Regions from separate parts of the Ovis canadensis genome. Here region 1 is linked to region 2. A link is a contact called in public Hi-C data. All regions are on one chromosome and are shown on one strand. The core of a region is the stretch at or near the end of the contact, and the rest is flanking DNA. Distances in the headings are between cores, read along the strand shown.

Region 1 (4,087 bases), core at 1,038-3,537, 79 kb after region 2:
TGCTAACATCCAGCCCATAACTGCTAGGGGAATCAGTCCTAGAATGAAGCTGATGTTGAGGGTGGTACAGGAGAGACAGAAAGAAACAGAGGCCTTAGTAATTCGGAGAAGGAAATGGCAACCCACTCCAGTGTTCTTGCCTGGAGAATCCCAGGGATGGGGGAGCCTGGTGGGCTGCCATCTGTGGGGTCGCACAGAGTCGGACACGACTGAAGCGACTTAGTAGTAGTAGTAATTCTGAAATGCAACCAACTCAAGGCCTTTTCCACAGCTGATGTTCAGTCCCTTGAGTCAGAAAATACCCTTATTGTTCAAATTGGTTAGACTTGAGTTACCTGTTACTTGCAAGTGAAAATACATTAATAGAAAAGAGAAGCAAAGGAAGATTGGGCCAAGGTAGTAAAAGTCTAGGAAAGTTGTGAATGAGAGTAAAAGATGAGGTAGATGACTGTCTTGAGAAGAAACCAAAGAAAACGGAGAATGGGTACCCTGAGTTTGGCTGGACATAAGATTTTATAAAAATTAATCTCCTGTCTTTTCTTGGACTGGGGGTCAAGGGTAATCAGAACAGCTCTAGCATTGTACTAGGATAACCCAGTGAGGTTTGTATTAACTCTAATGTTTAGAAGAAACTGAAGACTCACCCAAGGCCATGAGTCAGTAGCTGGCAGAGGTAAGTCCTAGTGAGTCTGACTCCAGTACTCAAATCCTTTCCACTGAGTCCCCATTCCTACTTGATGCCAGTCTGAAATAACCAGTTCCAGCCCTCATCAATCCATTCCACCCCTCAATCCAGGACGGCAGGCAAAACTGACTGGTCAGTGGGATTGTTTTCCCCCAGACAGTGGATGGTCTGCCTACAGGATGTGCGGTACTGTGTTTGGGGTACGAAAACACAGATGGGTCATGGGCTAGATGGAGGGGCAAGATAGCTTACAAAGACAACACAAGCACAAATGAAAGTAACAACCCCAGGGTGCACCAAGGAGGAGTGGCCCAAAGATTCCTGGTGAGATAAAAAGTACTGACTGTTAATTGTCAAGCACTGAATGTTAGATTCTGTGCATCTACATTTTTTTTCATTTCAAAAGCTTTTATTTTTCCCATTTTACTTTATTTTTTGAATAGTTAATGCTTAAACGTGGTACAAATGCAAAAGTTACAAAAGGTGTACAGTGAAAAATAAATCTCTCTCTTCTCTGTCCCCCAGCTACCGTCTCTGGAGGCAACCAATACTGACAAAATCAATCCCTGCCCTCTCTGCTCCCCACCCCACCCCCATTATAAGCTGAGGTACATAAGCTAAATTGTCTTCATTCAGTAAAGATACCTTCCTAAGGTAGCAGCCTTGTAATGGATACGCTTAATAAATCAGATTTACAAAAATACATATGGTAACTTTATTGTATATCATGACTTCTTGCTAAAAAGCCCCCATTGCTGATGCAGGTGGAAAACACTTGACCTTGCTGATTAAAGAAGCCTCTTTTAGATTTGGGCTTCTCAGGTAGCACTAGTAGTAAGGAACCCACTTGCCAAGGCAGGAGATAAGAGACATGGGTTTGATCCCTGAGCCGGGAAGATGCCCTGGAGGAGGGCATGGCTACCCACTCCAATATTCTTGCTGGGAGAATCCCAAGGACAGAGGAGTCTGGTGGGCTACAGTCCGTAGGGTCACAGAGTCAGACATGAATGAAGTGACTTAGCATGCACACTTTTAGGCTCAAAACAGTCTCTTTTGGGAAATCACTGCACCTTTCAGGGTTTCTCCCTCATCCTAGGGTTCTCCTCTCCCCATTCCCTTTCCCAAATGGTTGCCCAGGTGGAAGGCATGCTACAGGGGAGATACAAGGGAAGAGAGCATGGTGAGGAAATTGTTCTCTCTGGCCTTTGGGCTGTGTTCATTCCAGCTCCTGACAGCCACAGTCTCCACCGTGATCATCAGTGGTAAAGGTCACATACCTTTACCTTCTTGGCCCAAGGCCAGGCCCATTACAGCCCCATTCATCCTTTCAGCCTTCACTGTCCTCCCAGGGGATCTGCTGTAGACTGCACACAGGCCGGGAAACGGGGAGCACTTCTCAAGGCCTCTCATTACCCAACCGTCGCATTTCTTCTTCTCTGTAGTTGGCCCAGTTCCAAAGGGAAAGCCAGCAGCTCTCCTGCCTTAGGGCTCCGGTCACCCCTCATCTGGGGCAACCCTGTGCTCATAACCTCTGACTCTCATAGCTTCCTGCAAGCTGCTTAAACTTTTCTCTTCCAGTCATGGGAAAATGGCTCTGACGTCACATCCTGTGTTTCTTCCTGGCACCGTCTGTGACCTGCTCAGGGGCAGTTCTCCAAGCTCTGCCTCATCTGTGTATACAAACATATTTTTTTTTTTTCTTTCAGCAAAGTCTGGCTTTTACAAATCAGAAGCACTTAATTTCAATCTATTGTCTTGCTATGACTTTTTTTCAATCCTATTTTGAAACTCAAAGCTAAATGATGACTTACCCATTCTTGGCTGGGTTCCTTCCTCCCCATGACTCAAAGCATGTCCTTGACTCACTGGGTGGAGGAGCCATAGAGCCAGGGTTTACTGAGAAAGCAAACACGCTGGGAGAATATCTCACAAATGTTATCTCCATGATATCAGCATAAGGTTCCCAGGGCTGAGGGGAAAGCCAGTGTCAGGGTGGTAAAAGTTACTAAGTTTTCAGTTGCGATTAGGGTACACTAATTTCATACAAAAACTTCATGGTCCTCAAAGTGAGCATAAACAAAACTGAACTCCTGATTCTACCGGTTTCCACCCAGTTAGGCAGTGCGAGCCTGAGTCATTCTGGACTCTTCTCTTTCCTTTGCACTCCGTATATAATTCATCTCCTATTCAGAACCACCAAAGGGAATGGGAGACTTTTTCTAATTGTCACAAAAGCAATGTGTGGGCCAGTAGCGGCCTTGCTGCTGAAACCCTCCTCCCAGCCGCCACCAGCATCTGTCACTGGACCTCTGCCATCGTCTCCTCCCTGGACTCCCCAATTTTGTGTTTGACCTTCTACAATCTATTCTCCACAAAGCCAGACTTTTCTTTTTAAAATATGTTAGATCCTTAATTAAATATAAATCATCACTTCCCAGCTTCCCTGCTTTAAATCCTCCAGTAGCTTCCTATCACTCTTTGACCTGACTCTGCCTTCCTCTTCAGCCTCATCTCCTCTCTTCCAGGCCTTCCCTCTTACTCTGCTCCAGGCCACCTTTCTGGCCTCAAATACACCAGGTTTGTTTCGACCCCAGGTCCTTTGCACTTACTGTTTCTTTGCTTGCAGAGCTCTTCCCTAGACAGTAACACTGTTCCCTCCTTCTCAGCCTTCAGATCTCAATTCAGATGTCACCAAGCAGCTGCATCCCACCTCAGGTACCATTGGCCGTATTACCCTATTTTATCTTCTTCAATAGCCCTCAGTTCCTGAAACAGTAGTATTTGTTTGTTTAAATGTTTATTACCTATCTGCCCTTACTTGGAATGCAACCTCCTTGGACAGGGACTTGGTTTGCCTTCTTCAGCACTGTATTTTTGCATTAAACAGTGCTTGACACATAATAAACAGTAAATAAGTGTGGACTGAAACCAACTAAGTTCATCCAGTGGGGAAAAGGAGAAAGACAATATTTTTAAACTCAACAAGCATTCATGGATACCTTTTTATTAGTTTACTGTTCAGAAGAAGTTTACCGCTTCTAGTTTCTATGTAAGGGAATCATAAGGTTAATGTAGCTTTCTGATGAGAAACTTGGCTGCAAGACAGAACTAGTGTCTATATTTATGCTGCTGAAAAGCAGCTTTTTCAAATAATCAAGTCAGATCAAAGTATAAATTGTTAGTCTCATACAAAATTTGAATGATTGCATGTGTGTTGCTGTATGCTTAACCTGCTACAGATCACTGCTATTTTAAGGTTCCCTGATTGCTAAAAGTTGTTTACCTGATTCCTTTCTTTTTAAGTGTAGCTGAAGAGGCAGGGCTGATCAGAGGCAAGATGTAAAAAAACAGGCAATATTAGTGGTTTTTCAGGCACACTATAAAACAATTACCCACAACCTT
Region 2 (3,727 bases), core at 701-3,200:
AGACAAGTCAATGTTGGTTTATTGGTTAAGCTAGTTAGAGTTGGGATTTTTGCTGCTTGCAATCCAAAGCATCATAACTGATAACTTTTCTTCATCCTTCACTCCCTGTCACAGGTAATAGACTCACTAGGTGCTAGTAATTCTTTTACTTAAATAGTGTCTGATTTCCCTCAGTTCTGTCTCCTGCCACTGCCAGTGCCAGTTCAGGCTCTCATCTTTTTTTAAATGAATAAAATGCATTTATAAAATGTACATCTTACTAAAATTTGCTTCCAATCCTGGCACAACTTTCCATTGCTTCTAGAAAAGCCTGCATTCTTTGCATATTATACGAGATTCGTCACAATCTGTCTCCTTTACCTTTTCCTCTCTCCTCTAGCCATTCTGTTTAATCCCATCCTACCACCAGCAATGATGAATTCTTTAATGGACCAAAATATTCTTTGATCTCACACTTCTAGTACTAACCCTAGCCCTAGCCCTGCCCACAGTGCTCTCACTTCTCCCTTTTCCTTCCTCCACCAAAGAACACAGACACACCGACTCCTAGTCATACTCAAGTTTAAATGATCTTTGAATCATTTCTTGACCCTATGAGTCTGGGGTAGGTGTGTACCAAACCATCTGGTAAACTTTTCTACTAAGGTATTTATTGCAGTTTGTTTATTTACCTGGCTCTTCCTCTGCACAATAAGCACTTTGAAAATAATAAATATTTCTTTTATGCTCCTGTATCTCTATTTCTGGGAACTGAAGAAGTACCTGAGACATACTATACTCAATAACTGTTTTTTGAATATTAATCATGGGGTCTGCAAACACAAGGATCCTTGACCTTGAAACTCTCTACCTGAAAACCGCAGCTTTTCCTGTGTTTCTGATTTCTAAACGCTAGTCCTTTTCTTCTAGAGTATGGGGTTCTAGGTAGGCAGAGAAGGAAAACAAAAGATCTTGGGATAGGTTGCCTTTAGTTCTCTGGAATCCAGTAACATGTCCTGCCTTGCACCACCCTCGTCCACCATCTCTTCACACCTGGCTGTCCCACATGGGCGTAGACTTAGCTGACCAGCCCCAAAGCATACTCAGACCTTGGTTCAGACTTCTCTTATTGCCAACTGAAAGTTGGTCAATGTACGTACAGCAAACAATTTTCAACTTTCCACTTATCTTTTGAACTTCTACTTTATAAAATTTGTATTTCTTGAAAATTGTAGGCCTTAAAATTTAAGAAATTTTTTAACATGGATGAAGTAAGATACAGTGATCTTAACCTTGAGCTTTACCTTTGCTGGCCTTAAAGTTGGATGTGACTGCGTGAAGAAATGATGGGAATCTGACAGTGGTGATGCTCCTAACCCTTTTATAACGTAATTAATTAAGATATCGGAAGCAACTGGTGGCTCAGATGGTAAAGAATCTGCAATGCAGAAGCCTTGGGTTCCACCTCCAGGTCAGGAAGATCCCCTGGAGAAGGGACAGGCTACCCAATCCAGTATTCTTGCCTGGAGAATCCCAAGGAGCCTGAAGGGGGCCACAGTCCTTGGGGTCACAAAGAATCCGACATGACTGAACGACTAACACCTTTCTACAAGTCTTAGGTTAAACAACAAACAAACAAAGAACCTTAAATTTAAGGCAGAGAGGATACATTTGCGGGAAGGGAGGGAAATGGGTATTTGTGATCCTGAATTTATGGGATAAAATTAAGCAGCAGGGAAGACCGAGATATGGTGAGGAAGTCAGATTTCACTGGGCAGTTGGCGTGATGAGTCTAGAAGCTGGGGGTGGAGCGAAGTTAAAGGACTAGCCAAAAGTGGGATCCTTAACAGTACCATAACACAAGGAGGGCCTTGTTCAGTCAGCAGCCTCGCTTAACACGTTCCCTTCCTTAGTGTGTCGGTGACCATAGTAACAGTAGGGCCGAGCCTCCCTCCCGAGCATGCGCACTGCAGAGCGAACGCAGACGCGTCCTCAACAACAATGTACAGCTTTTTTCTTGAGGAGAACTACAACTCCCAAGAGACCGCTCGGCGCCGCCGCACCGCCTCCCTCTGTGGCCCTGCCCTGTCCCCTCCCTCCAGTCCCGCCCCCCCGCTAGTCCCCTCCCCTCCCTCCGAGCGTGGGTCAGAGACCCAGAGGCGGTGGAACCGTCGGGGGGCGCCGCCGCCGCCGCCGCCTCCAGCAGCAGCAGCAGCCTCGCCGCGCGTTCGGATTTGCCTCGAGCCCTCCTGGAGCGCATCACAAGGCGGATCCCGCGGCTCTTCCTCCGCCCGCGGCTTCTCCAGCGTTCGGCTCCGCGGCCAACTTCCCCTCGTTGGGCTCGGCCGGCTGGCGAACAAGGCGGCGGCGGAACGCCGGGCTGTCTGCTCGCGCTGCCCGCGCACGCACACTTCTCCCCCCTCGCTCCGTGTCTCGGGGCCGTGCTGGGAATTCCGGCCACCAGCAATTGTCCGGTGAGTGTGGCCGCAGGAGGGGTCGCGGCGGGGCCGCCGAGGGGTGCGGGCCAGGCAGGCGCGCAACTTCCTCAGCGGCTTACCGGGGCGGCCGGCCGGCCGGCTCTCCCCGCCCGCCTGCGCGCCCCCGCGCCGGAGGCGGCCGGGAGCGGAGTTTGCGGCGCCGGCATCCCGCGCCCTCGCAGGAGGAAGCGCCTTTGTCAGGAGCCTGCCCGGCGCGCCCTCCCCCTTTGCCTGGGAGCGGGCGCGAGGGTGGCCAAGTCCGAGCCCCGCGCCCGGGGTAGGGTCGCCAGCTGCCGGAGGGGAGCTCCGCGGGGGCTGGGAGCGAGACCGAAACCAAAGGGAAACAAAAGGGGTGGTGGGCTTTTCTTTTGTTTGTGCGAAACTGATAACTTCTTTTTCCTTTCCTTACATAACACAGACTTCCAAGTTAGTCATTCTTTTTATTATGATTATTGTCATCATCTCTGCGTGTCCCTCGCGTTTCCTTTCATCTCTGGATCACAGAGCACTTAAAAACATTAATTAATTACACCTCCGGGGCCCCGACGAAACAAGTTAATAAGCCCGTTTCTGTAAGTGGGTAAACTGAGGTTCAGAAGAGCTTGCTCCTCCACCGCACCTGGTGTCTGAAGACCTGAAAGCATTTATGAGTAAGAACTCGTTCTCCAGTGCCCCGTGGAAAAGTTAAAGATGTTCCTTTTACGTATAGGCTAACTAAAGTCTAAAAGAGGTCGGGGTACTTGTTAGGTAGTTCAAACCATAACTCTTCTTACATAGTGTTTGAATTTTAAAACCTCAAAAGTCTCTTGAAAAATGCCCGGAGTGGGGAAAATACTGTGATCATAAACTCACCCATCTAGTTTTGGTTTTTGTACATGTAGGTTTCTTACAAGGCAGACTAGCAGGGATGGGGGATGGGGGTGGGAGGACAGACTTTTTAACGTAGGCTTCACAGATTTTAATCACTGCACACAAGGAAATGTGTCTTGGTTTTAATAGCACCAACAGCTTTCCCATCGTTTAGTCATCAGATAATTGAGTGAGCGCTTTATCCATAAGGTGCTGGTTGTGCCAAGAACTGAAGCTTTAAATATACGAAAAGGTCATCTATTTGTTTTGGTTCGAAGACGGTGTACTTCTCTTAGTCTGCAGAATGTTATTTTTTCACAGCAGCTGATCTTTTGTTTAAGAACTGGCTTTGTCTTTTTCTACATTGTGTATGTGTTACCTTAATTGAGCAGAAAGATTAGAGTGTTTTTGTTGTTATTTAC

The links. A called contact is a pair of places that touch in the nucleus more often than the background predicts.
Region 1: a Hi-C map of fibroblasts shows a contact between it and region 2, with 2.7 times the contacts expected there. The contact joins the enhancer-like site here to the promoter of PELI1 in region 2. A contact is called at or near these places in 2 of 2 Hi-C or Micro-C datasets (fibroblasts and lung).

Annotation. Positions count from the first base shown.
Region 1 is chr3:44,291,129-44,295,215 of ARS-UI_OviCan_v2, forward strand. All of the region lies in intron 8 of PELI1 (pellino E3 ubiquitin protein ligase 1), which reads left to right. Among named protein-coding and RNA genes, the nearest start is that of VPS54, 49 kb to the right of the region's middle. Within about 2 kb of position 2,288, the one cell type or tissue checked has open chromatin away from gene starts, as enhancers often do. A contact at or near this core is called in fibroblasts, where this site is marked.
Region 2 is chr3:44,212,642-44,216,368 of ARS-UI_OviCan_v2, forward strand. It overlaps PELI1 (pellino E3 ubiquitin protein ligase 1), which reads left to right and starts at 1,951. Exons shown (of 9, transcript XR_011255638.1): 1 at 1,951-2,453.